6 separate regions of the Mus musculus genome follow, and regions 1, 3, 4, 5 and 6 are each linked to region 2. The links are chromatin contacts, called in public Hi-C and HiChIP or PLAC-seq maps. All regions are on one chromosome and are shown on one strand. The core of a region is the stretch at or near the end of the contact, and the rest is flanking DNA. Distances in the headings are between cores, read along the strand shown.

The links. A called contact is a pair of places that touch in the nucleus more often than the background predicts. HiChIP or PLAC-seq counts read pairs in DNA pulled down with a chosen protein or histone mark.
Region 1: a Hi-C map of cerebral cortex shows a contact between it and region 2, with 2.2 times the contacts expected there. The contact joins the enhancer-like site here to the promoter of Klf7 in region 2. A contact is called at or near these places in 4 of 39 promoter capture datasets (the 3T3-L1 cell line, embryonic stem cells, hematopoietic stem and progenitor cells and 1 more), 6 of 484 Hi-C or Micro-C datasets (CD4 T cells, astrocytes, cerebral cortex and 2 more), 14 of 115 datasets of contacts at active chromatin or transcription factors (astrocytes, bone marrow-derived macrophages, embryonic forebrain and 8 more) and 1 of 9 other capture datasets (pancreatic islet).
Region 3: a contact with region 2 is called in a FOXA1 HiChIP or PLAC-seq map of pancreatic cancer cells. The contact joins the enhancer-like site here to the promoter of Klf7 in region 2. A contact is called at or near these places in 6 of 39 promoter capture datasets (3T3-L1-derived adipocytes, the HPC-7 cell line, HPC-7-derived erythroid cells and 3 more), 10 of 484 Hi-C or Micro-C datasets (the AML12 cell line, the N1E-115 cell line, brain and 4 more), 21 of 115 datasets of contacts at active chromatin or transcription factors (the 230-238 cell line, the NIH/3T3 cell line, bone marrow-derived macrophages and 14 more) and 3 of 9 other capture datasets (adipose tissue, liver and pancreatic islet).
Region 4: an H3K27ac HiChIP or PLAC-seq map of trophoblast stem cells shows a contact between it and region 2, with 28 read pairs. The contact joins the enhancer-like site here to the promoter of Klf7 in region 2. A contact is called at or near these places in 11 of 39 promoter capture datasets (the 3T3-L1 cell line, the C10 cell line, the HPC-7 cell line and 7 more), 12 of 484 Hi-C or Micro-C datasets (Sertoli cells, cerebral cortex, cochlea and 8 more), 18 of 115 datasets of contacts at active chromatin or transcription factors (CD8 T cells, the HPC-7 cell line, T-cell acute lymphoblastic leukemia and 15 more) and 2 of 9 other capture datasets (adipose tissue and pancreatic islet).
Region 5: a Hi-C map of Sertoli cells shows a contact between it and region 2, with 3 times the contacts expected there. The contact joins the enhancer-like site here to the promoter of Klf7 in region 2. A contact is called at or near these places in 5 of 39 promoter capture datasets (the 3T3-L1 cell line, HPC-7-derived erythroid cells, embryonic stem cells and 1 more), 4 of 484 Hi-C or Micro-C datasets (the AML12 cell line, the HL-1 cell line, Sertoli cells and 1 more), 9 of 115 datasets of contacts at active chromatin or transcription factors (acute myeloid leukemia, embryonic forebrain, embryonic stem cells and 6 more) and 1 of 9 other capture datasets (adipose tissue).
Region 6: an H3K4me3 HiChIP or PLAC-seq map of bone marrow-derived macrophages shows a contact between it and region 2, with 11 times the contacts expected there. The contact joins the enhancer-like site here to the promoter of Klf7 in region 2. A contact is called at or near these places in 11 of 39 promoter capture datasets (the 3T3-L1 cell line, 3T3-L1-derived adipocytes, the C10 cell line and 6 more), 10 of 484 Hi-C or Micro-C datasets (the 3T3-L1 cell line, the N1E-115 cell line, bone marrow-derived macrophages and 5 more), 18 of 115 datasets of contacts at active chromatin or transcription factors (the NIH/3T3 cell line, acute myeloid leukemia, astrocytes and 12 more) and 3 of 9 other capture datasets (adipose tissue, bone marrow-derived macrophages and liver).

What each region holds. Positions count from the first base shown.
Region 1 is chr1:63,933,123-63,937,754 of GRCm38.p6, reverse strand. It overlaps the pseudogene Gm13754. Among named protein-coding and RNA genes, the nearest start is that of Gm13749, 29 kb to the left of the region's middle. Within about 2 kb of position 3,199, at least 11 of the 459 cell types and tissues checked have an H3K27ac peak or open chromatin away from gene starts, as enhancers often do. A contact at or near this core is called in astrocytes and cerebral cortex, where this site is marked.
Region 2 is chr1:64,118,171-64,122,792 of GRCm38.p6, reverse strand. It overlaps Klf7 (Kruppel-like factor 7 (ubiquitous)), which reads left to right and starts at 1,404. Exons shown (of 4, transcript NM_033563.2): 1 at 1,404-1,893. The coding sequence starts at 1,792. It overlaps Gm35880 (a long non-coding RNA gene), which reads right to left and starts at 1,226. Exons shown (of 3, transcript XR_373464.4): 1 at 1,122-1,226.
Region 3 is chr1:64,337,094-64,341,540 of GRCm38.p6, reverse strand. No RefSeq gene overlaps it. Among named protein-coding and RNA genes, the nearest start is that of Gm35803, 60 kb to the right of the region's middle. Within about 2 kb of position 3,135, at least 50 of the 459 cell types and tissues checked have an H3K27ac peak or open chromatin away from gene starts, as enhancers often do. A contact at or near this core is called in the 230-238 cell line, the AML12 cell line, the N1E-115 cell line and 6 more, where this site is marked.
Region 4 is chr1:63,975,212-63,979,490 of GRCm38.p6, reverse strand. No RefSeq gene overlaps it. Among named protein-coding and RNA genes, the nearest start is that of Gm13749, 13 kb to the right of the region's middle. Within about 2 kb of position 2,435, at least 30 of the 459 cell types and tissues checked have an H3K27ac peak or open chromatin away from gene starts, as enhancers often do. A contact at or near this core is called in ganglionic eminence and trophoblast stem cells, where this site is marked.
Region 5 is chr1:63,900,731-63,904,969 of GRCm38.p6, reverse strand. No RefSeq gene overlaps it. Among named protein-coding and RNA genes, the nearest start is that of Gm13749, 62 kb to the left of the region's middle. Within about 2 kb of position 2,384, at least 15 of the 459 cell types and tissues checked have an H3K27ac peak or open chromatin away from gene starts, as enhancers often do. A contact at or near this core is called in Sertoli cells, where this site is marked.
Region 6 is chr1:64,371,083-64,375,927 of GRCm38.p6, reverse strand. No RefSeq gene overlaps it. Among named protein-coding and RNA genes, the nearest start is that of Gm35803, 94 kb to the right of the region's middle. Within about 2 kb of position 1,752, at least 34 of the 459 cell types and tissues checked have an H3K27ac peak or open chromatin away from gene starts, as enhancers often do. A contact at or near this core is called in the N1E-115 cell line, the NIH/3T3 cell line, adipose tissue and 6 more, where this site is marked.

The sequences.
Region 1 (4,632 bases), core at 1,950-4,449, 190 kb after region 2:
AAAGGAGGACAATAAAAGGGTTACAACCAGGAAGTGTATTGTGACCATGGCCAACAAGGAAATTTAGAAACGGGTGACTAAACACTAGGGAGACCCTGTCAGCCAGTCACAGAGGCATTTGTTGAAAGCCTGTCAAGTGCTTAGCACCATTTCAAGGTGTCACATGGAGATACATAGGAAATGACAGCCTTGGAGGCTGCTTGAAGAGCACTTGAAATTTAACAGACAAGATAGTGCAGCTAAGTGCCTAGAGAGCCACAAACATACGAGCGGGCCCTGTTCAGCTCTCTACTCTGTTCCTTCATAGCAGTTGGATTATTTAGTTTATTTCTTTGTGCTCTTGCTATATAGCTTTCACTACGCTGGGATTTGCCCTGGATGAGACAGTGTGTCCGTTCCGGTTACTCATGACGGCTATTTGGAATTTCACTCACTGTAATAGAAGATCCAAATACATATGCTCTATGTCTGCGCACCATTGTGAATGCCTAGCAATTTAAAAGATACTTAGGTGATTCCCAAATTATTATTATTATTAACAGAAAAAGTAGGTAAATATTTAAAGCTAGTGGCAACTTTATAGACAAATTATATAACCTGTTTTCTAAATGCTGCTACTAACCCATGGGTGAAAAGGACCAACATACAAGCAAATTACTAAAGACTTGGACTGTTAACAACTAAAACTAGACCCAAGGAACATATGTGTACTTCTTTTCCTTAGTGAATATTGGGATCATACATTCAAAGTGATAAATAGAACACAGAACCTCTTCACCTAGGTTCTAATTAGATTCCAAGCACAGTGGGATTCTACTGCACACACATAGAGTAAAAACAACCAGAGCTTAGCATGTTCCTGCTGCGCTGTCTCATCTCCAAAGCTAAACAGTGACGTTGACTCTTGACTCAGACAAGTGACTTCCTTCAGCCAGTGATGCTGTGGCTGGGTTTCTATTGCTGTAGTAAAACACATGACCCTAAGCAACTTGGGGAGGAAAGGATTTATTTCTCTTATATTTCTGTATCATAGTCCATCACTGAAGGAAGACAGAGCAGGAACTCAGGGCAGGAATTTGGAGGCAATAACTGGAGCAGAGAGACCTTGTAGGAGTGCTGCCTACTGGCTTGCTCAGTTTGTTTTCTTATACACCCCAAGACCACATGCCCCAGGGCAGTACTGTTCACAATGTGTTGGGCCTTCCCACCTTAATCATTAATCAAGAAAATGCCCTATAGATTTGCCTATAAACCATACAGAGGCATTTTCTTGATTAAGTGTCTATCTTTCCAGATGACCCTACTTTGTGTCGAGTTCACATAAAAACTAGCCAGCACAAATGGGATATTAATAAAAGTGATACAAGCAGAGATTTGAATAGTGCCTGTAGGTTGGGACTTTGTCCCTTCCTACATGTCAGGCCAAACCCGCTGGGGGGGAAAATGTCCAGAAAGCATGAATATCACCCCTCAGCTCAGTTCAGGCCGAGCCTGGTCAACCTGCCTACCACTTAGCTCAGCTGCATCAGCAAGCAGCACCAAGATCAGCAGAATTTTCTCACTGGTGTACAGGTGCACGCTCCACTGAATTTTAGAAGGGTTTAGTTTATAGCTTTATAGTTGTTAATAGCTAAGTAATACAACAGTCTCATGGAGCAATAAAAATTAATTACCAGCAAAACAAATGTTTAAAATGCTAGCATGACTCTTTATTAGAATATAGAGCAGTTTTAGTTCCAGGGTTTGGTTTCTGTACAACACACACCTTCACCCCAACCACATTCCCATCACTGGGGGCTAAGCGGGACAGGGAAGGACACACTTAAAGGACAGATGTGAAGAAGTACAGCATGGTCAGTGCTGAGACTGTGATTGCCCCCTTCCTGGCACTGTTGGTGGACCAGAAATTCTCATAAACATCATCAAGGACTAAGAGAATGGCATCCTTGGCCTCTTCACATACGCACTAGGTCAGAGCAAACCCATGGGTACCATTGTCCATTAGCTCAAATGTGTAGGAGAAGGAGATCCCAATGTCTCCATCCCAGTCTTTTGAGGATCCTGACAGCATCTATAAATGAAACCAGGAAGATAAAATGTAGAAATCAGACTTCGAAAGGTGGAACTCCATCATCATGCCATGGAATAAAGGCTTCTCCAGTAAAATGATGGAGCTGTTTCTGACTAGGACCACTTCATCCTTGGTTAAAAGCCCCTGTGGAGCCTGCGTTTTTATTTGGCTTCTTGCTTTTCCTTGTGCCTGGAACATAGCAGAGACTTGGCTAAAATTTCTCAGTTGATCAAAAAACGAGGCAGCATCAAATTGCAAGGCAAGAATGGAATGGACTAATTCTCACAAAGGAATGTAAAAAACAGACAGACAAATGAATCACAGGACAATTATGACACAAATATTAGCTAGGTGGGCCCCAGGAGCTAAAGGCAGGGTTGTAGATGGGGGGTAGTATGTGGATCACAAGGTGGGTAGTGTGGGGATTAGGAGGTGGGTGTGAGGTTGTACTTTAGATTTGGAGAAGGAGCATTCGCTGTCAGCTGAAATCTCTCTTTTGACTATTTCCCCAGCCTTAACCCTAATCTGCTTTCCTGGCAGGTGGATCCTCTGGGACTGCCACCAACTGACCAAGGCTCAAAGGACAATCCCCTTCCTGTTAACTCCTGTGCCTTCTGACTTGCCAGCTCTTTTAAATTCAAGCCAGGGAAAATTCTGGTTTGAGCCAGCATATCATTGTTTTTCCTTTGCACTCACACCATATCCTCAGAGAGCATAATACTGAATCACACAGACTTGCTTTTATCTTTGGTCATTTTTGATTTGTCCAGCTCTCTGTGGGTCTTAGGAACTCCTACTCTTTGGCCCGACTCACGTTCTAAACTTCATTGATTTCTCCTGTGCCTTGGATACCATTAAAGAAGAAGAAGGAGGAGAAGAAAAAGAGTATTCTTACATAAAATATCTGCACTCGATCCAACTCTATAATTGGTTCCGTGCTTTGCTTTCAGTGTGCTTGCCGCCTTCTGTCCAACTTGAATCTGTAGGTGGGAAATGCCGAGAGAGTTGCTGTTAAAAATAAATCCGACAATCCAAGAGTTTTATATTTTGTACAGATCTACCCCTGAGGTTTTAGACTTTCTCTCTTACCTCCTGTTGAGCATTTATGTCTAGGTAGCCTGTTGGTACCCCACACTAACCACACCCACCTTTCTTTTCATATGTCTTTCACCAATGAGACTGTCCTGACTTTCCTATTTCTGGTCCTGCATAATGGTACTACAGCACATGTGTAAAACTCTGTAGATTTCCTTAGCTTCTTTTTTCTCCCCTTCAAAGTCACCAATGTTGATTTCCATTGCTATTACTCTATCTCAGACTCATTACCCCAAAATTAGTCTGTTGCATCTTCTAATGCATTCCTTGTTTTCCCATCTATCTTTATCACAGTTGATCCCACGTGGCCTCCAGATGCACATATCCATGTTCTTGATCCTGCTGAAAGCTTCCAGTAATTGCTCACTGCCCACTGAAATAAACACAAACTACCTAGCCTAGATTTTGAGATCTTCTATCATGTGTTCCTAACCCACCATTCCAGCATAATATATTTTATACACTTACCCCACATTGTAGAAAAACTTCCTTGCTGTCCCTTAGCTTCTCCTTCTTTTCTCAGGCTGCTGCCTGGACCTAGAATCTCTACCTACCAGAATTTACCCAACCTTGAGGGACTTTCTCAAATGACAGCTTCTCCATACATCTCTTCCTGCTCTCCCCTCTGGCTTCTCTTTCTTCCCATGTTGTCTCTTTCACATCACTTAGCTCATAGTCTGTTGTGGTTTCACCCACTCACTTTTTCTTACAGATGTTTGATACATCCCTCTACTTCCACGTCTCCTGATTCTACAAGAAATCTCTCAGAACTAGAAGATCTGTTAAGTGTCAGCCTTCCTTTCTGCAGATTCTCTTCCAAGATCAGTCACGACTAAAGCTCATCACTTGTCAGACTTCTGGTAAGTTCTCTTCTTACTGACCTCCTGATAAAACTTTCTACATAAGGTTGACAGACCTTCTAAGAGTTTCTGATTCCAGATATCCCAACGTTATAGCCAATCCACCAGATGCTTAGATTCTACACAGACTTCACTGAAACCACTTGTCATTCCTGCCTGCACTGTGATGTTCAAAGGTGTTGGTCACAGGCGTCCAGGCTGAACTTGAATGTGTATCAGTTCTCCCCACTCTGTCCTTTAGGAATGGCTTAGTTTTAGAACCCTTTCTCCTTTTCTTTTCTGAAATTCACGGATGAGTGCTAAAATGTGATGTAGTGGTGCTTGGGTAGGGTTGGGAGGAGACTAGAGAAATTCCAAAGGAAGAACTAAGTAGTGGTGGTAGTAAGGGGGTAGGGCAGCAGCATCCTTTAGGTACTTGGGACATTCTGTATGTACTACAGACACACACATACACACATATACACACACACTCACACACACAGACACATACAGACTCACACACTCATACACAGACTCACACAGTGACTCGTGTGCACACACACACACACACACACACTCACACATATATACACACATACTCACACACATACACACTCACACTCACAT
Region 2 (4,622 bases), core at 155-2,654:
ATTGTATTTCTCCCATTGAAGGTATAAGGACGTTTCTCGTGTCTAAGTACTGAATTCTGTAGTTATTCTAAAGGAGTCCAGCTTTCGGTGTATTTTGGAGAAGGCACACGAGCCATTTAAGGTCAAGCAAACAAATGGGCAACTCTTAACCACGTGCATTGCACAGGTTTCCATTTCTGAGCTTGCAGAATCTTGAGATCTTTAGAGCCCTGCTCCATACCTGCTCCATGAAGTTACTGGATAAACCTCTTGTAAGGATCTGCTAGCTAACTGCTCCCCGCTCCAGCCTGCACCCTAATTCGACCCACGCTCCCCCTATTCTCTTTCATGCACACGCTTAGATGCTGGACACCAGACTCCTGGCCAGGTTTTAGGCTCAGTTCAGAGGAAAAGGAGGGCGGTAGGCGATCGGCGGCGCGCACGGAGGCGCGCGGGCCGGGGCGGGGACAGCGTGCAGCGTCGGGGGCGGGCGCAAGCTAGTCTCCGTGCAGCTCGCCTTTGTTCTCTGCCATTGTGAGGCACTTCCTCTCTGGCACTTCATTTCGGCACCCTGTGGGGAATTCGGAACTGGCTTTTGGGCTTTAGTCTGGGGTACGTGACGCTGTCCTGAGCCTGGGCTCTCCCTTGCTACCCTTCTTCCCCATGCTTGGCGGAAGGCCGAGTGCAAAGAGCTCCTTGCCCCCGACCGCTGCGCCGCCGCTCTACCGGCTGCTCCCGCAGGAGGCATCTTAACCCAGGACCGGGACCGCACCTCCCGATCGGCCACCGCGGCAACCCGTCCCCTCGGATCTGCACTGGGTACGGGCGCCGGCGGCTCGGGCGAGCCCTGCAGCGAGGGTCGGAGGCCAGCGCGCAGCCCGAACCCGGCCGCCTAGGCGTCCCAGGAGCCAGCGCAAGTGTCGCAGCAACACTCCCTGGCGCTCAAGCTCCCCGGCCGCCTGGCGGACTCCTCTACCCCTTTATATAGCCCTCTAAAAATAGCTTGCCTCGTACCGCCTTGTAAGGCAGCAGGGAGATCCGCAGCGCGCCAATCGGCGGCTGCCGTCGGGGCCAGGCCCCGCCCCATGGTCCTCTCCGAGTGCCGCATTGGTCCTCAGTGACTTCATGAGCCCCCTGTTTACCTTACATGGTCACACGCGGCCTAATGGACGCCCTCCTCCGAGATCCCACGGCTGCGCGCAAAACGGGGCGGAGGGAGGGAGTTTGGGGAGGGGGAAGAGCAGGAGGAGGAGACAAGGGGGGGGGACTACAAACTAGCGAGGATGGGGTGGGGGGTGGGGAGGGAAGGGAAGGGGTGGGGGGGGAGAGAAGCGATCGCGAGAAAAAAAATGCAACCTCCCAAAATAAAGAGCAAAGATTGCATTAGGAGCGAACAGCGCTGCAGATATAGATGGCAGCTTCGTGTCAGTGAGTTTGCGTTCCCCTTCCTGATCCACGCGCTGGAGTGATTAGAGCCCTGGAAGGGAATTGTTACTCCCGTGAAGTCCCCTTTTCCTGGCAGTCATCTGCACTGTACACGCTGGATCCCTCTCTCCGATCCACCCCACTCACTCGCTCCTCTCTCACCTCCTCTCTCACCTCCTCTCTCTCCCTCCTCTCTCACCTCCTCTCTCCCTCTCTCCTGCATTGATTTTTTTTCTCTCCTTTTTTTAGTTGACTGAAACAAAACAAAACAAAAGGGCCACTGGATGTCTGCCTTCTTGGGGGGTGAGCCAGACAGACTGACAAACAAACAGACCCAGCTGAGCTCGGGGGAGGGTTTCTCCTCCGGTTTTGCCCGGCAGCAGCAGCATGGACGTGTTGGCTAGTTATAGTATATTCCAGGAGCTACAACTTGTCCACGACACCGGCTACTTCTCAGCTTTGCCATCCCTGGAGGAGACCTGGCAGCAGGTGAATGATTTAAATTACTTGTGTAAATCGTGTGGCGGCGGCGGAGACGCAGGGGCTGCGTTTGGTGTGGGCTTTGAGTTGAAATTTTTTTAATTAATTTTTTCTTTTTATTTATTTATTTATTTTTTGGCTGTGTGTTGTTTAAAATGTTTTGTGAAACAATCATATGCGCTTACCTCTCCACCCACCCCTAGCCCCTTAGTGTGTTGAGCTGAGCCGGTCCTAGCTGCCTGCATTTCTGTCACCAACACACATCCTTGCGCACACGTTGTCGGCTCGCTGTCCCCTAGCAGAGAATTGCTGGCGAACTTCTCGGGTTTGGAGGAGCCGGGTGGGAAGGTGGTCGAGCAATGGTTGACAGGATACCACGTTCCTAGATGCAGGAGTTCTGACCTTAGTACTTAAATCAGCTTTATCCATTTCAACTGGTCCTGAAGACCGTCAAGGGGGGTGGGGGGAAGCACGGAGTGTTTTTCCCAGTAATTTACTGAGTGTCAATAAAGAATAGGAGCTTGATTTTTAGATACAAGGTGAGCTGTACGAAGAGAAGCCAGGTGACAAAAGATGCTTAAGGATATGTACAAGGAAGATGAGAAGATATGTCTCTCTTAGGCTGACAATGTATTGTATGGTTTCTCTAGCTAATGCCTCCAGAGAGAGCAGCCTGTACTGTGTCCTTGCTTTTTGTTTGTTTGTTTGGGGTGCCTCTCAGGTTAGCACCACCTTGGACAAAGGGTGGTGTGTGCTTCCTTGCTTCCCTACTTTGTCTTAGAGGACTAGTTAAGAAAACTCCTAGGATGCTAAAGGGTACCGGTGCCAAGTTCTCTTGGCATCTCCGGGAGGTTGAAGCCTGACTGGGGACAAGTTCACTGGGCTTTGTGAAGTGGAATAAAGAAAGTGCTGGTCAGTGGAAAGTGCTGGGTCTGCTACGGAAACAGTGGTTTTTCCAGCCGCGATTAGGAGGTGCTGAGGGGGACATTCTGCAGGAAAGATGGTGGTGGGTGGGGGCGGGGCGGCTGGGGATAGGGACACCACGGGTGTTTAAAAACTCTACAGTGTGCACCGTGGAAAGTCCAGGAAGACAGTCTGGATTTGCACGTTCAGAGTGTGAATTTGTACAGTCCATCCTGGAGAGAGAGAGAGAGAGAGAGAGAGAGAGAGAGAGAGAGAGAGAGAGAGAGAGAGAGAGAGAGAGAGAGAGAGAGAGAAACCTTGCCCTTGGGGAGGGCCCTGGGATCCTTGGTGTGTGGCTGCTCATGTAACTTCTCTGCTCAGTGACAGCAGCTTGTTAAGGCTAATGAACGGCTGAGTTTCCTTTGCCAGGATCCAAAGCAGGGTTTGCCAGCTTGAGGCTGGGATGTAACAGTTGCTGCTTTAGGAAGAGATGCTAAGCTCACGGTATAGGGAGCCAGTGGTAAAGCGCTCAATCTTAAGACTGTGCCATTGTTACTAGTTGTTGCCTGGCTGGTAGCTGCGGGAGTTTTCCTCCAGGTATTCGCTGCCCGTGTCTGTGTGTCTGTGTAGCGCATGGATTCCAGTTGGAAGGCTGGCAGATGCTGTCCTTTGCTAAACACGCAGGCAGAGTACTCACATCGTTTCCTATATACATCCTTTCCTGCTGCCCTTAAGAAGAGTATGTCTCATGTCGGATCTCCCTACATCCTTTCTTTTGTATTTTGATATGAAGCAAGCCAAAATGTTGCCAGAATCTCGTTTTTTTTGTTTTGTTTTTAGGTTTTTTTTCCCCCCCTAAACAGCCTTCTTTTCACCCTGTCAGCCCACTGGTGTGGAATCAGTTGCATATTAACTACAGTCTAGACTAGTTAGGGAAGGGAATCTGTTGATTTAGTCAGCATGCCCGAGGCAGGCCTTGTTTGTGACTAACTGTTAAGTAGTGTTGGAGGGAAGAAAGTTGGCTTTATTTGTTACAACGTTCCCTCCAGATGAATCACACAACTTTGTTTTGGTTCCAGTTTTCAGGGTAGTAAAGCCTGCTCGTGGGGCTGGGGGTGGGGGCTTCTTTAGAGGAAACCTGCTTTTCTAGATCTGCCTGGAGGATCCAGAAGGTACAGCTTCAAGGAAACATCACTGGCTTGACAATTAGGGATGTATTAGATCTATTGTTTCCTCAGAAGCCAGCTCTGCTCTTCCTCTCCCCCTCCTCCTTCTCCCTCCTCCCCCTTATAGAAACCTAGCTTAGTTTTTTTTTTTAAACACATCGCCAGGCAAAGGAATTTTCACTTCCACCCTCTTTCTTATTTCTTGTCTCAACTGTCTCCAGCTGCCATCTTCTCTCATCTTAATACCCCTCCCCAAGTCCACATGGAAACATAACTTGCAGGCAAGCACTTCTAAACAAGGTACCATGGCCTGGAGCACCCTGCTCAGGACTCTGTTCTAGGATCCTGAGTTCATGCTGATGACGAAACCTTTAGCCTTTATCTCTTCCTTCCTCCCCATCTCCACAGCCCCTTGCTTCTGACTCTTAGGGGGGTAGCGGTGGTTTTATGCAACTGCTAGCTCAAAATTAACCAGATGGTGAAATTCTGAGACTCCTTTGCTCAAAACAGCTCAAGAAGGTTGCTACAAAAACCCCAGGCAGAAGGAAGTTTCCCGATGCTCTGGGGTAATCAGATTTTAGAGGTCAAATGAGGAATCATTATTGGATGTTTTTCTTAAAGCGAGCAATATACTCGGGGACATGCGCCCAGGAGGAGGGTGTGTGTGTG
Region 3 (4,447 bases), core at 1,886-4,385, 220 kb before region 2:
CATTCCAAAGAACATGGGATATGCAAGTAAGTTGTAAAATACACTCATCCACTGAAAGGCATTGTGCTCTTTCTTTCTACCCCGTCTGCTTTCCAGGAGATGAGTGCTTACACATTTTGAGTTCATTCCTTACTTGTTCTATCTTTTCAAAAAATCAATTTTTATCACATTACATATCCAGGCATGTCTGAACATTACTATTCATAGTTTTGTGTGCTTTGTAATTCATCAAAATAGTGTAAGTTTTGAAGGTAGTATTGAGATTGCCACTGTGTGTGTGTGTGTGTGTATGTGTGCTTGTGGGTTTGTATGTATGTGTGCTTATGTGTGTGTGTGTCTGTGCTTATGTGTATATACATCCATCATTTGGAAGCCAGAGAACAGTCTTGGGTCTCACTCCTCATGTGTTGTCATCATCGTTATCTTCATAGTCTTCCTCTTCCTCCTCCTTTTTGTCTTTTTTGAAACAGGATTTCTCAGTGACCTAGCACTTTCTAAGTGGGCTAACCAGTTCATCAGCAAGTTTTGGGGATTTGCTTGTCTTTCTCTCCCCAACACTGGGATTGCAAACACATACCACCTTGACTTTTTAAAAGGCAGGCTCTTGAGATCAAACTCAGGACCTCAGGCTTTTTAAGGCAAGCATTTTATCAACTGGCCTCTCTGCCCGGCCCAAATGCCATTTAAAGAATTATTACATTTATTTGTGTGTGTGAGAGAGTATGTATGCACCACTGTGCTATGGTAAGTGTGTGGAGATTAAAAAAAAACTTGAGGAACTTGGTTCTCTCTTTCTACTATGTAGGTCCCAGGGATTGAACTCAGATTGCCAGGGTTGACAGCAAGTGTCTTTGTCTACTGAACCATCTCAATGGCCCACTGTGATTAAAATTAAATAAATGTATAAATCTAAGTACCAAGAGAATGAACACACACACACGCACACACACTTTGATTTCTGAAATAGTCATAATGTATTGGGGCTGATAATTTTATCTATTATAAATTCCCTACTAGGATTGCTTATGACAATGCTAACAGAGCTGGAGAAGGGATACTTGCTTCAGGGGAGTCTTATGCTGCTATTCTATGGGCAGCAAAGGAAGAACTTTTGAGTTATTTGGGTGTTGAAAACTACTCTGATTGGTAGTTGTTAGTGACGTTTGTCAAGGAGGGCTTGGGGTCAAGTGCGGAGACAGTGGGGGAGGGCACCCTATCAATGAGGCTAGAAGGCGGTTCTTGTGTGTGTGATTGTGTGTGTGAGTATGTGTGTGTACATATGAACTTGTGTGTAGAGGTGTGATAGTGCAATGGGTGCAGCACCTCCAGTGAAGAGGAAAAAGCATTAGAATAAAGTATTTTTGAGTCACGTATTTAATTTCTCTAATACTCTTCAGAAAATTTGGGCTTTTTAAAATTAATTTTATGTATTTATTTACTGTGTAAATGGCATGTATACATGAAGTGTATGTACACATGTGTGTGCATTCTTATATGTGAATGTGGGTACCCATGTGCCAAGGTATGCAAGCATGTAGAGGTCAGAGACCAACCTTAGTGCATCAGTCTTTGTTTTCTACGTTGCTTGGGACAGCATCTTTCTTGTTTGTCTGCTGTGTATGCCAGGCTAGTGGCTGGTGAGTTTCTGGCTCTGCCTTCCATCTCCCCTAATGTAGCACTGGGATAAAAATACTGATGCTCTGAACATTGCATGGGTCCCAGGGATCCACAGTCAGGTCCCCACATTTCCATGGCCGGTGCTTCCACACAGGCCATCTCTCTCAAGCCTCAGAAGACTTTGTGTTTCAGATTAGCTTTGGACTTACAGGATAATGAGAAGATGGTTCCCTGTCTCTAGTCTCCAGTTACTGATTTCTCTGTCGTTAACACTTTACCATTAGTGTGGCACATTTGTTAACATTACTGGAGCAATGCTGTGTATTATTAACATCCAGTAATTCAGACTTCCGTAGTTTCTATTTCAGACCTTCTTTGTATTCTAGGCTCTTCTCCTGGGGACTTGTGTATCTCTGTTACAGTTGTTCTCAATAGGTCTGGTTTCTGCTTGGCTGGGGCAGTTACTCAGGCTTTCCTTATTGTTTGTGACCTTGCCAATTTTAAGGGCACTAGTGAGATACTTTGTAGGATAATCTTTCATGGAAATTCAATGTTTTCCTTATGATTAACCTGGAGGCTGTATGATTGGAGGAAGAACATGACAGGAAGTATCATTTTTCAGCATATCATCATCAATGGTATAGATCAAGGAATTGCCCTTTAAAGACATTTGTTTCTTAGATATTTATTTACTTATTTATTGGTCTGAAATGTAATTATGCCACAACTGAATTTGAGAGATGAAAGGCAACAAGGTTTATTCTAATCACAATGCACATAAAGGAAGTATTAGAAATGCTATTTTATTGTTGCTTTTGATGAAAACTGTCTAAAGGGCTTGCTGAACATCCCCCTACATTTCCTGGCCCAGCCCTCTCCTTTGGGCTTCTATTAGAATTTGAAGCCCATTCTTTACATACAGATTTAATTCCCATAATAAATATGTGATTCCTATAATAAACAATACATTTTTGTTCTCATTTTTCAAGAAGTAAATGGTCATAAGTTTAAATAACGTGCCTAAGATTACTCAACCAGCAAACATTGCGGTTAGAGCTTCCCACATGCCTGCTAGGATTGTCATGATAAAACCCACAAAAGAAAATGGCCTAATCCGCCCAGAGTCATTCTCTCTGAAGTCTGAAGACCGGAAGTCTCAGATCAAAGAGGTCAACCGAGTTGTTCTTCCTCTGAACGGCCTGAGAAGGGCTCTGCTGAAGGCCTTGCTCTTGGAGTGACAATTTCTTGGCCCTGGGTGCGGGACTCCATGCTCACAGGGAGTCCTGCGCATACTCGCCTCTCTTCCCTGTTCCTCATTTTAATGCTTAGGGCTTTCAGAAACACCCCCTCGGAGTTTCTCCTTAGCATTTCGCTGGGTTCTCTCAGAGGTCTAGCCCAAGATGCGAGCATCCCCAATTTCAGGCTCTCAAGTCCATGTCTTCTCTGCACCTTGCATTCTGCAAAGATTCAATCGCTCTGAATTGCTCCGCTGACTGACTTCCTTTAAAACGGCAGAGCCATTAACTCCGGTAAATTTGTTCTACTTGGGAAGGGCGGGCTGCAATCATCAGGAGTAAAAGCCGCGCGGCTTATTGGTCTGAAAAGGTGTTTAGCAGCTACAAACAAACCCTGGAATAATGGGATCAGCAGTCCTTAGGTCTCCAGATGTAAAGGGGACATTTTATTCAGCATCCATTCATTTAATCAACCAGCCATGACTGGGTGGTCTATCTAGTTCTGAAACTGAGGCTGCTGTCCTTCCTCTTAAGGCTTCCTTTAATAATTATTCTGTTATTGACACATCACTGACCCGGGCATGACTAATGGTTTAGTATTACCGAGAGACGCGGCTAAAGGCCACCTGGGAGGGGCTGTGGAGTGGAGCTACGCTGACATTTCCACTGTACAATGGTAAAGCAAATGGAAATTTTAAGGGGGCAGACCCCACTCCATCTTCACTGTAGACTCGAGTGCCATTACAATGCTGTGTAATCAAATTTCCTCCTTTTCTGAAATCTTCGTTCTGCTTATTAATTAAGTGAAATGACACAACAGGGCGAGCAAGCGAGGTCTGTGGCCCACTTAGGTGCATTGTTAGAGTAGCCGCACAGGCTTGATTACAGTCACCGCGCACAGGAGCAGGTAACTTATTGGGTAATAACACAGACCCAGGAGTGTCTTTGTGAAAGTCGAAAGAGAATGTTCAGATAAAAGAGGGAAAAAATGTTTTTTAATGAAATTTAGAAAATGGGGTCAGAGTATAATTTATGGACGATGTCTTGCCCTCCAGTATCTGTAAAGCAGCTACAACGGGGAGAGACCGCAGCTCTAGGGCTTTCTTCATTAACTAGCATGCTCCTTTCCCGTCCATCCTTCACCTTCCTCATGATTGCCTGTCTTTCTAGGCAAGGTCTCTTATCGTTTCTTGAGATACCTTTGTTTTTGCAAATGCAGGAGAACTTGCTTGTATAGAACACCAGTTAAGTCTTTTTCATTATTGTCTGTTTTCTTCTCTGTGAGATGGGAAGGTATGTTCTTGTTTTAGCCTTTTGGTTAGTGTGTTACTATTTTTTTTCTATTGCTGTGATAAAATACTATGAACAAGGCAACTAGAGAAGGAAGGGCTTGCTTGCGGTTTATGCTTGCAGAATTGGGAGGTGGAGGTGGAGCTGTTAGCTTCACGGCAGGGAGTATAGCAGCATGGAAGCAAGCAGGACACTGGAGCAGCAGCTGAGAGCCCACATCCCAGTCCACAAAATCATTTGAAACCTCAAAGCCCGCCTCCGTGACACACCTCCTCCAACAAGACCACACCTCCTGATTCTTTCTA
Region 4 (4,279 bases), core at 1,186-3,685, 140 kb after region 2:
AGGCTTTTGAGGAAAGACAGATAAGGGTCTTTTCAATGTCACATAGCAAGCCAATTTCAGCATGTTCAGGGACTCTCTGAGCCAAGCAGCATAGACACAGTATCCACTAGTTGAGCATCTCCATCCTCTTGCGGCTCCTGTCAAACCCACTGGAGAGAGCCCATTTTCCTCCTGGGCAGAGGGGCCCGTTGGAACATGGCGAGCCTTTAAAACTTACTTAAATACTTGCAGTGCTCTAAAGAGGAGGTGAGTGGCTTGGTAGAGCAGTCTCTTCTGAGAACCTTGAAAGCCATTTAAGTCATGACACATATAATGTTGAAAGGCTGAGATTTCGTTCCTTTTGTTTGTGTTGTTGAAAACAGGGTGGCACTCTGTAGCCCAGGATGGCCTTGGACTGGGGACAGACTCTCTCATAAGCTTCCCAAATGCAGCAGTGACTAGCTTAAGCCACCATACCTGGGCTCTGTGCTTTCAGCTTGTTTCAGTTTTGTCCTATGTGGGGGAGGATTGAACCTAGGGCTGTGTGTACACTAGGCCAGGACAGTGACCCTGAACTAGCCTCCCCCTCTAATTCTTTATTAAAACAAACTATCAGCATCACCAAAAAGTATTTCCACAGTTGAAAATATCTGGTGACATGGGATGAAAAGGGTAAATGCTTAAAATTCCTGCTCTGTGTTTTGATATCTGAGAACAGATTACACATTTCTTTTTAAACACGTCTCTTTGAAAAGCGTCTATAGGAGGGAAATGTGTATTTCAGGCTTTGTGGTAAAAAACTAAATAAAGCTGATATATGCAAAGGCTTGTGAAGGTCTTGGCGTGTTGTGTGAATATTAAGCCATTAGTTACAGCTACCAGGAAAGAGAACAGAAGATGAAGATTGAAACCTCCACTCACCGTTTTATACCAGGTAGATCTCCCGCTTCTTTCTTTTTCCATGGAAAGTAAAATAGGTTCTTGCTCATCATGCACCTGAGGCCAGCTCTCCAGCAAAGATATTTCTCTTTCATTGCAAAATCAAACTTTTAAAATTTATCTTCCTAGACCCTCATCATCCTTTGTTCCCCTCTCCATTATATATTTAATTACTGCATAGCTTTACTCTGTTGTTTGTCTTATGTTGTATTTCGTACCATACAAGAGAGACAGCTTATTTGGTGCTGTTTCTCACTCTCCAAAGTGCTAATTCAAATGGCTACAGGGTCTGAAGAGGAGATACTCCTCTAATCAGGGTCGTCAATGACTAATAGCCATCACGTTGACTTCACGTATAGCTTATTATTATTGAGCGCACAGTACCTTGGCTGTTTGCCCAGCGTGTCCTTGTAAACTCAGGGTCACACACACACACACACACACACACACACACACACACAAAAGTAATTCTCTGCCACAATTCAATAAGACACAGGATCTGCATGATTAAAATGACCTTAGCGTTTGGAATCCTGAAATAATGGCACTCCAAATTAAATTAAAAATGGGTTAGGCTGCTTGCAGTGAATAATTGCTATTACCACGTACCATTCTTCTTGCCTTCCTCCAAAGTCTTTATTGATTTCATTGCTGCTCGGATGCTGGGGTTGTCTACCCTATTGTTTGGGAGAATTTAAGACTCTAGTAGAGACTTACAAAATTAATGAATTAATGGGAGAGAGGCGAAGGAATAAAGAAAACGGGGACACACACACACACTTCTAAAAGAGGTTGCTGCTGTGATAGACATTTTCTTTGATAAAAGCACAGCAGAATTCTTTGTTCTACATTTTCTCTTTGGGTGGATGTGCTTAGTCAGGACATGAGGCCACTGGCCCTTGGACAACTCCATGTTATTTGCCCCACAGCAATAGTAGTACCATACAGACCATTTTGATAATTAAATTCCCAGAAAACCTGTTCTGAATCACCCAATAATTAACTAAATTTGTATTTGGACGCTGCTGCCTGCTGTGGAGACTAAAGCAGCGAGCAATAAATGCTTTCAGTTTCTCCATGGTTTTATTACCTTCTTGGACCACCAGGGACCTTGTACATCCCTGGAGGGACACTTCTCAATTTAATTAACCTGTGGTCATTTAACCTAAAGAATAGTAAATAAAAGACAAATACTCCCTTCCCCCCCATTTGTCTCTTATGGAGAATTACTATTACTAATAACAAAATAATTAAAATCCAAAATAAAACCACATAGCTTAGGGGAGGAGGAGGTTTGTCAAGGAGGAAGAGAGAAAACCTGGAGAGCTGTTAGAGGAGCCATGCACACTGGATGCAGTGAGACGGTGTCCTCTGCTTTCAACTGTAGGCTCAGGGCCCAGTAGAAGGGAGATAAGTGATAAATGCTTAGGATTTCATCAGTCCCAGGAAGGGCCCTTCTGTACACCAGCCACCCTCTAAGGAGCTCACAAAGCCTGTAACCAGAAGCAGTGCATTCTTCCTGATGTTACATAGAAGGTCTGGAATGTGAAGTCCCCAGGCAGGCAAAGAAAAGGATGATGTAAACTCCTTAACAAAGAGACGCCATGGACTGATGTCACATTCTCTCCTGAGAGCAGATAGAATGATGAAAAGAGGAGGCTCAAGCTTTGAGGAGACTGCGGAAGGAAACAGAGTCCAGGGTCTGCCGTTCCATTCATCATTTTACCTAGCACTGCTTAGCTGGTGAAACTCACCCCCTTCATTATCTGGAAACCACATTGCCAATGTAGGTTGTATGTTAAGCACTGGGGGTTAATTTTGAGTTCTCCATGTCATAGTATCTCACAACACTAGTATAAGGCAAGAAGATTTCCAAATGGCAGATCAAGGATTAGAAGTTAGGTCAGTCTGACCTCAAACACACGGGCTCTTTTATCCCACCATGACGACGCATGATAGAGTGTGACTTGTGTTTAGAAATGGCCAGTTTCCAAATACAAACCAAGTCACACTTTTGGCAGTGACTTTGAAAGAATTTAAAGGTATGGGTCAGAAGAAATGAGCTGATTCTGTGGATAAGACTGAAAAAAAAAAAAAAAAGGAAAATTATGCAGGAACCAAACCAAGTTTCTTCTATAGAACAGAAATTAAATTCAGTGCTCTGGATATTATTTGCCAATGCCTATCTGAACTCCTTTTCTGAGTTCATTTAAGTGCTTGGAGTCCATTGCACACAAAAGAACTTGTCACTTTCTGCCAGCCATCACCTGTACCCTTTCCTGCCCTAATCTACCCCTCTTGTATGTCACTCCCCGGTTAATGGACATCATCTTCCCATTTCTCACTTAAGACAGTGTTGGAACACAACAGACCCCAGAGAATTCTCTTTGTCACGTTGACTATTTTGAGCATGCTATGTCAGAAACCTAGATGGCATGCTTGTGTCTATCCTCAACATCAGAATTTACTGAACAATTGGAAATTCATAAGGTACCGAGGTTTTATATCATTAATTGGCCAGAGTGATCTGTTTTCCTTGATAGTGCTGACTGAGACAGACCTACCTTCTTTTATTTTTTAATTAGTGATATTAACTCTCAAATCATACACACACACCTGGTGGATGGTACTAGAGAAATGGTGTCACTCATGCATCCAGCAAGGTACAGAGTCATCCTTCACTCTTAAAAAACGGAATCAAAAGCTGCTTATGAAGTGGAGCCCCCCAGAGCATCACACGGTCTGAAAAACGAGAAACCAGTCTACACAATATGGAATAATTAGGTCAGGGCCTGGACTTGCCACAATGCTTTCAAGAAAGTGAATAGCATGGCCTCTCTGGTATTCCCTCCCTGTCTCCCATTCCTTTTCCCTATCCATCACAGGAACCAGAATTCTGCTTCTCCAGGGCAGAGACCTGAACAATAGAACTCTCTCTCTCTCTTTTTCTCTCTCATCAAGTTAGATACCCCAGAGAAATTACCCTCTTTTCTTGAAGACTCTTCTTCCAGAGAGCCCTACTTCATACCCAGAAGGAAGGAATGCTATAGCAAAGGCCAAGAAAAGGAATGCCAAATGGACAGGGCTTCCTGGATTTCCCTCCCAGCCTGCTACCCTTAAATCATATTCTCTTTTGCACACTTACATTCCCGCACAGCTGACCACTGAACCTAAGCATAAAAATTGCCAGTTTCCCCGGCATCATTGGCTCTTCTTCCCTGAAGTCTCCATTGCCATAAAGCTTTGATTATGTAAGTCTGCTCTTACTTCTTCTTGTTAACCTGTCTTTTGTTATAAAAGAGTCAGTGTGACCCTTAACGTGAATGACAGCTTGTCAGGCCTTTCCTTCTCTGCAGCAGGA
Region 5 (4,239 bases), core at 1,135-3,634, 220 kb after region 2:
ATCATAAGGCATTGAAATGCAAAAAATGTAAAGAGTGGGGAGTTTTTACTTATCAAGTTGGCAAATGCTTAAATAAAATGCTTTCCTACGTGGCTGTTAAATGTATGCACTGGTACAGCCTTTAATCAAGCCATTTTATAGTACGATGCTTAAATGTATTTTCCTAACCCTATAATTGCACATCCTATAACTTATATTAGAGTATACCATTCAAAAATTTGAAAGAAATTGCCTGACTGATCATCATGACATTATTTGTAAAATTATAAAAATAAAAGTTAACCAAAATGATGGAATATTATTAACAATTGTAATATGTTATAAATGAATCACGAATGTCATAGGAAAATTACCGTGATTTAACTGTAATCTTAGCAATAGTATTCTAAACATAATTAGCTATCTATCAGGAACATTAACAGTGATTGTCTCTAAGTGAAATTATTTGATGATTTTAAACATTTTTCTTACTAACTAGAGCAATATGATTTACTAATTGAGGCACTATGAAAATAAGAGAGATAAAAATTTTATTATAATTTCCTTTTCCCACTCATAAAACATAAAATATCTAGTGGTGAGGAAATACTTGTTAGAAATGTATTCAAGGATTCCAAGAGTAACTTTCAATGATAAAACTTTAGTGTCCTCAGCTATTACCATTTCAAGGTGATACACATAAATAGGAAGGAGGTGGGGAACAGCTCCACTGATAATGAAGAAAATTAAATATTTTTATTTAAACAACTGAAACCACAAGTTGGTCCATCTTCTCACATCCCACCCACCTATCATGGTCACAGGAGCCAGCAGACCCAAAAGGCAAAGGGTCCAGAATAGAAGCTCCATTGTTCTGCAAGAAGATAAAGAAAAATCCAGAGCCCCTGTCCAGGCAGTTTATCATTGTTGTTGATAGTGTGTTACGATATTGGTTTAGAAAGTCAAGATAAGGTACATCAGAGGACATGTCAGCAAGAACAGATTTGAGCGCTGATGTCATAAACGCCATCACAGGCTCGTATATCTTTTTAAATAGTGAAAAACATTTTACCCACAATACTCTTCCTCTCGCCTGAAGGAAGAGATGGGGGCAGGATCCTTGGTGTTGTGAATGCTGGAGTACAGGTGTCAATGGGACTTTCACCTCCACAGATGGATGGGTCCAGGACTGAGGATGCACACTGGGATGCAATGCAGATGCATAACTAGCAATGAGGTGCACAGGCATTTCACAGAAAAGGTAAGCTCTCAGCCATCCCTCAATGGAAATGCAATTCTACTCAGTTATTCTGAAATAATATAAACAGAACATTTTAAATACATGAAAACACACAGTCAAATATATAAAACTGTCAGGAAAACTCTGTAAACATTCTCCCACCCCAAATGTCTTGTGAAGGCATTTGGCATTACTACACAGGGCTTTCCTAACACTCACTGATAATTGGATTTTCCCGAATCCCCATGTCCAGTTTTACTGCAATATGTGGTCTCCTGCCAACCCCACTGGCCAAAGATTATCTTTCTGTAACCTTATGGAATGCAGGCAGTAACCCAGAGCCTCAAGGCCAATGAGCTGGAACCTCAGGCTCCTTGCTAACAAGGGTGAATTATTATCACGTCTTTCCTGGTGATTAGATTACCCCTTATCATCGTGTTTTATAGCTTTCTAGTTAGTCATCTCAATACAATTTATTCACAATAATAGTGTTTTTATTATTGCTGTTTTATAGTTCCTATAGCAATAAAATTTATTCTCAACTCTATTATCACAATATTCAACTACTAATGGAATTCTTGCTTTTATTTGATTGTGTTTTAAAGCCATAACAATAAAATTTACTTCCAAAATTATGACTGCAAGTTTTATGCTCTTTAAACTACTTGATAAAATGCCTGCAAACACATGTGATTCTTTAAGCCTCACGAGAGAAAGCCTGCCAAAATATAAACAATGTTGGGGGGAATGAATGTATGTGAGGTGGGAAGATTGGTCCCTATTGTGCAGATAGGTGTTCTTTGGTTGACTAAATAATGGAATGAAAGAAATGAAAGGGGTTTACAAACACCTGATTTAAGGGAGTACTATATTATAATCGATAGAAATCTTTGTTAATAATAATAAATAATAATAAAAACCAACTATTTTTATTATCTGCCAAGCCCTAAATATTTCTAACATCTCTATTCCCCAAAATAATGTGCTCTTGAAATAATGTCTGTGATTTCTTTGAACTCCACAATGCATGGCAGGTTGCCATATAAGTTGGAGAGAGGCTGATATGAAATATTATTACCAAAGGCCAGGGTTATTTTGAAAGCCAACAGCTTCAGTGACTTAGGAATTAGAAGGCACATAGCCAAGTCAGCTGGCCACCTCTGCCGCAACTTAGTTGCTATCTTTGACCCTGAACACAAGGACATTGTGCTAAAGCTCATTATTTACTGTGCCCAGAACATGGAATCAAAGAGGTTAGAACATGTGTTTGACAGTAACACAAAGCACTAGCAAGAATCAAGCAGGAACTATGGCAGGCTCTCTGTTGTTTGTGGTTAGAGGCTCAGTCTCAGTCAGATGAGCTCACTTTCAATAGATTTGATTCTATTATCTAAAGCATCAAATGAACAGAAGAATGGGTGGACAGATGGGTGCATGGGGAAATCAGTATCTCTGCTCTTGTCAGAGAGGCTTGAGCCTCTATGAGTACATATGAAGGTTAGCTTTTACCTTGCTACCAGGGCCCATTTCCTTCTCCCAACTGCTAAGCAAGTGTGTAACTCAAATCCTTGGTCAAGAGAGAAACTGTTTCTGGTCTCTGGCTATGGCAGTCTTGAGGATCTGAATCAGGATTCAGGCTGAGGATGTGTAGGGCATGGATAGCCCGAAATGATGACTGAGCACAGGGTGTGACAGAGCTTCACCATGGCAGCTACCAATGCAGGCAGCTCTAGGATCCATCTTCTTGGGGCCAAGCCACAGATGGGAGCCATTAGTAACCTTATGTCCTAGTTAGATATCTGTTGCAGCGATAAACACCATAGCCAAAAGCAGCTCGGGGAGGAAAGGATTTATTTCATCTTACAGTTCCACGTCCCAGTCCATCACTGAGGGAAGTCATAGGAAGAAGTCAAGACAAGATTCTGGAGGCAGGAACTAAAAATCAGGACCATAAAAGATCTCTGCTTGCTGGCTTTCTCAGCTACCTTTTTAATATAATCAAGAATTACCATCCCAGGAGTGGAATTGCCACAGTGGGCTGGGCCCTCCCATATTCATCATTAATCAAGAAAAGGTCCCTCCCTCCATGGACTTGCCCATAGGTCAGTCTAATAGAGGCATAGCTTTGTTAGGGTTTCTATTGCTGCAATGAAATACCATGACCAAAAAAGCAAGTTTGGGAAAAAAACATTTAATTGGCTTACACTTCAATATTACTGTTAATCAACAAAGGAAGTTGGGATAAGAACTCAAGCAGGACAGGGACCTGGAGGCAGGAGCTGGTGCAGAGGACATGGAGGGGTGCTACTTATTGGCTTGCTCCTCATGGCTTGCTCAGCCAGCTTTCTTATAGAACCCAGGACCACCAGCTCAGGGATGGGGATGATACCACCCACAATAGGGTGGGACCTTTTAATCCAGCACCAATTAATGAAAAGCCCTATAGACTTAATACATCTTAATCTTATGGAGGCATTTTCTCAATTGATGCTTCTTCCTCTCTGATGACTCTAGCTTGTGTCAAATTGACACAAAACTATCCAGCATAAGTCATTTCTTAATTGATGTTACTTTCTCCAGATGACTCTAAACTTGTATCAAGTTAACAAAAACACTAGCCAGGATACTTACTACCCCATTGTCTTTTCTTCTTCTCTGTCACAGCTGACACATCTGCATTACAGATAGGTTCTCTTTTTCCACCTTCCTCCAGCTCTCTATTCATCATCTTTTATAATGATTTTAACCACCCTACCCATTATAAATCTTTTCCATGTTAAATACTTTCTTGGCATCTGCCTCTCCCATGATCTAGTCAACACACCAGCCAGAGGTTAGGACAAGGGGAAAAATTAATGAATATAACTCACCAGGAGTTACAAGAACCTCTGTGGACCTTGTAGATGATTATATGCAGAAATAAAACTGAAGTTTGGAAATAACTGAGATCATTCGACATGGCCAAGGCTTTCAAACCACAGCCAGCAAGCTACAGAAAGTCATATGCTAACTAAGTAGCA
Region 6 (4,845 bases), core at 503-3,002, 250 kb before region 2:
CTAATTGGTGGGTTTCAGGCCAATAAAAGGCTGTATCTCAAAGGAGATAGATACCACCAGAGTTAGTCTTGAGGATACCACCAGAAATGGTCCTTTAGCTCCCATACTCATATGTATAAACATTAATGTGCACAGTTACATATATGCACCCACGACCACATGCTCACCTATTCATAACGTATGCCGACTCTCCCCCTCTCTCTCATACACACACACACACAACACACACAATTACATGGACCTTGGCATCATTAACAGAGTCTAACCAATCGAGATCTTCAAAGTTTGAGGTTATGGTAGTGTTAAAATAAAGAACTGAGACATTGCTATATTCCCAGCAGCTATGGCCTGGGAATCTTAAAGTCTGAGAATTCTTGGTTGGATTCAAAGTCCTTGGGCCATCCTTGCTTGATTGGCTTTACGATACCTCCGATTAAGGCAAATTGCCTCCAAAAAGAGTTGGGAGCTTAGTCAGGGTTTCTATTCCTGCACAAACATCATGACCAAGAAGCAAGTTAGGGTGGAAAGGGTTTATTCAGCTTACACTTCCATGCTGCTGTTCATCACCAGGGAAGTCAGGACTGGAACTCAAGCAGGGCAGGGAGCAGGAGCTGATGCAGAGGCCATGGAGGGATGTTCTTTACTGGCTTGCTTCCCCTGGCTTACTCAGCCTGCTCTCTTATAGAACCAAGACTACCAGCCCAGAGATGGCACCACCCACAAGGGGCCTTTCCCCCTTTATCACTAATTGAGAAAATACCCCACAGCTGGATCTCATGGAGACATTTCCTCAACTGAAGCTCCTTTCTCTGTGATAACTCCAGCTGTGTCAAGTTGACACAAAACTAGCCAGTACAGGAGCACAGACCCACAGAGTGGGCTAATGCTGAGAGGCCAGTTTCCACAGGCGAGGAGGACACCGTGAGCTGTTGTCACATAGTTTCTAGAGTCACCCAGAGCTCCACTTCCTGGTGGCGAGAGGTCACAGTTCTGAAAGATGTGCTGCTTGTTGACTCGTTCCGTGCATTTCCGGTGTGGATCTTGTGCCTTTCATTCAAGTTACTGACTCAGCTTAACCCTGCTTAGCTTGCAAGACCTTTCAGGGAAGTCAGAGCACGAGATGCAGTCACTGCAAGTTGTCACACATGATTAAGTAGCCAGAGGGAGTGATTTATGTGGAAAGATTAAAATCCCTAAATATGTATGGCCATGTGCTACTCTGATTGAGTGGGGCTTTGGGTATTTGGAAACTGCCCTGTGGGAAGTCTGCAGATTTCCACAGGGTGGGTGGGTGGGAAGTATTACTTTCAAGGGTTGACAGGCCACGTGGGTGGCAGAAATGTGACTATATGAAAATAGGGTGCTGCTTCCTGCTGGAGCCGAGCAGCTCAGATTCAAACAGGAAATTCTCGGGCATTATTTTGTCAGATTGGCTCTGGAACACTTCACCCGTGAAGGTGATATTCTGTGCCATCCGTTCTGTTCTCATCTCTGACCTTCCTGCTCTGTGGGTGGGGCTTCCTCCCCTTCTTCCCACTGTCTGTCCATGAACACCACTCCCTGCGTGCTTTATTCCTGCTTTGTTACTGACAACATCCTTACTAGCCTTCTTCCACCAGATCAGTCAAATAGACTATGAAGAGCCCTGACTTTGTTAGTCCTGGACTTACTATGTCCTAATCATAATCTTCCAGGTCACTCAGGATGCCACTGACCAAGCCATTAGTAATGGCTGGGATGACTTATGTAAGCAAGGATGTGGGGTCATCAAATAGAGTAAGAAGGCTGAAGCCACAGACAGAAGGACCAGCCTGAGTCACCACATTAAGACTAACGGGAGTGAAAGAGAAGCACTTTAGTAGTCTCACAGCATGGCAACAACCCCCTGGAGATTAGGCTTAAACAACAGAAACATTCTCTCAAGTTGTGGAGTCTGAAAGTCTCAGATCAGCTGCTATCTCATTTGGTTTCTGGCTTACCTTCTCAATATATGATCACATGGCAGAAGAGGAAGCTTTGGTATCTCTTCCCATCTGTGTATAATGTGTGCGCATATGTGTGTGTGTGTGTGTGTGTGTGTGTGTGTGTGTATGTACATGTACACAGGTTGAAGGGAAACTTCAGGTATTGCTTCTGCATCATCTTCTACCTTTTGAGACAAGGTTTCTGATTGGTCTGGAACTTTACCATGGCCAAGTTAGCTGGCCAGAGAGCGAAGAAACCTGCTTCTCTCTGACCCCCATAACTGGACTGAGTTCTGGATTATTTGACCTAAGGTCCTTATGCTTACAAGGCAAGTAAGCACTTTACTGACTGAGCCATCTTCCTGGCCTTTCCTCTTTTTATCAGAGTCTTATTCGCACACTGGAGTCTTATATCCGAGACTATATCTAGGCATAATTACCTCCCAGATTCTATCCCATTGGGACATAAGCTTTAGTATGTGACTCTGAAGCTGCTAGTGGTGGAGGGACCAGAGAGACACAGTTTTTAGTTTATGATGGAATACCTGAGTCCATGTCATGGTTTGTACAACCTGGTTACTTTATCATCAACACACTGAACACAAAGATGTTTTCCTAGCAGTTTTCTCTGAAGAATGAGCCAAAGGTAATGTATCTGTGTTTCTTCCACGCATCAGCAGGCTTCCTGAAGTCTACTGAAACTTGTGCATTCTTTCATTCTTCCCTTGATGGAGCTTGTGCTCCAGCCTGGTGGCACCCATATCATACCATGTCCTATGTCGTCACTGACCCTTTATTTCTAGATTATCTTCATGCTTACTAAGATTGTCTGCCACACTTTGCTTTTCTGATCATATCTACCTTAAAAGTCATCTCCTCTAGGAGGCCCTCTGGGATTGTGTTAAAAGCACCAAAGTGCCTTATATTTATCTGCATGTGGCAGAGAATTCAGTATCATATTTGTTTGAATTTTGTTTGTTTGTTTGTTTTGAGACAGGGTTTCTCTGTATAGCCCTGGCTGTCCTGGAACTCTCTTTGTAGACCAGGCTGGCCTTGAACTCAGAAATCTGCCTGCCTCTGCTCCCGAGTGCTGAGATTAAAGGCGTGCACCACCACGCCCAGCTTGTTTGAATTTTTGCTATCCCTTCTATCCTATGAGCTTTGGTCTATTGTTTTGGGTACATGAGGTCTAGCATACTGTTGACCACAAGGTAGATGATTAGTAAAGTTCAGCAAATTCATATATTTGCAGGATGAATAAGTGGTGGCATACAAGAGGATTCTAGCATGATAGTGTGTGTGTGTGTAAGCATCCATGGGATAAGAAGGCATGGGATCTCAGATGATGGGGCATTTTAAATGTCTATTTTATTGGACAACTGAAAACATGCATATATTTAATCATTTAGCCACAGTTGTTTTAGTTTTTTTTCATTGTTTTATTTTTATTTTTAGCATATATAAGAAATTAATGTAATAAACCAAATACATGGACAATAAATATAAGAATCATATGATCATCTCAATGGAAGCAAAAAAAAAAAAAAGTAAAGAAAAAGTCTTTGATAAGATTCAACATGCCTTCTTAATAAAAGCCCTAGAACAAGTAGGACTGTAGGAAGCATATTTTAGCATAATAAAGGTTATGTATGGCAAACCCATGGCCAATAACATCCTAAATGAATAAAACCATTAATAAGCCTCTTTAACATCAGGAATGGGAGAGGACTGTCCACTGTCCCTACTGCTCATCCATAATGTAATTGAAGCATTAGCTGGAGCAATAAGGCAAGAGAAGGGATACAAATGAAAAAATATTAAGCCAAATTATTCTCAATTGAAGACTATATTATCTTATATCCAATGTTCCCAAAATTTGACTAGAAAAATTGTCGAAATTATCAATAATTTCAGCAAAGTGTTATGATACACAATTGACTTACAAAATTTACCAGTCTTACTATATATGAGTAACAAGCATGCTGAGAAAGACATCATGGACACGCTCCTCTTCCCAGTTTCTCAAAAAAATATTTAGAATATACATAACAAAGGAAGTAAAAAAAAACTCTACAATGAAAACTTTAAATGTGGGAAGAAAGAGATTAAGAAACATACTAGAATTTGAACACCACCTAAGTATATATCTTGGTAGAATTAACATTGTGAAAAAAGAGCTTCCTAACAAAACAGTTTACTGATTCAATGAAATCACAATCAACATCCTCATCTCATTCTTCACGTAAATAGAAAGAAAATCCTCAATTTGATATGGAACAACAAAAGACACAGAATAGCCAATTAGTCCTAGACAAGTGTTTGTTTCTATGCATTCTGTGCATTTTAAGTGCTAAGTGCATCTGTCTATGACCCCAACTTTTATACATGTTTCCATTCATTCAGTTTTGTTCAATATTAGAATGGCTGCTCCAGCTTGTTTCTTGGGACCATTTGCTTGGAAAATTGTTTTCCAAGCTTTTACTCTGAGGTAGTGTCTGTCTTTGTCACTGAGGTGTGTTTCCTGTATGCAGCAAAATGTATCCATTCTGTTAGTCTATGTTTGTTTGTTTGTTTAAATTGGGGAGTTGAATCCATTGATGTTAAGAGATATTAAGGGAAAGTGATTGTTATATCCTGTCATTTTTGATGTTAGAGATGGAATTATATTTGTGTGACTATCTACTTCTGGGTTTGTTGAAAGATTACTTTCTTGCTTTTTCTAGGGTGTAGTTTCCCTCCTTGTGTTGGTGTTTTTCATCTATTATCCTTTGTAGGGCTGGATTTATGGAAAGATGCTGTGTAAATTTGTTTTTGACATGGAAAAATCTTGGTTTCTCCATCTATGGTAATTGAGAGTTTTGCTGGGTATAGTAGCCTGGGC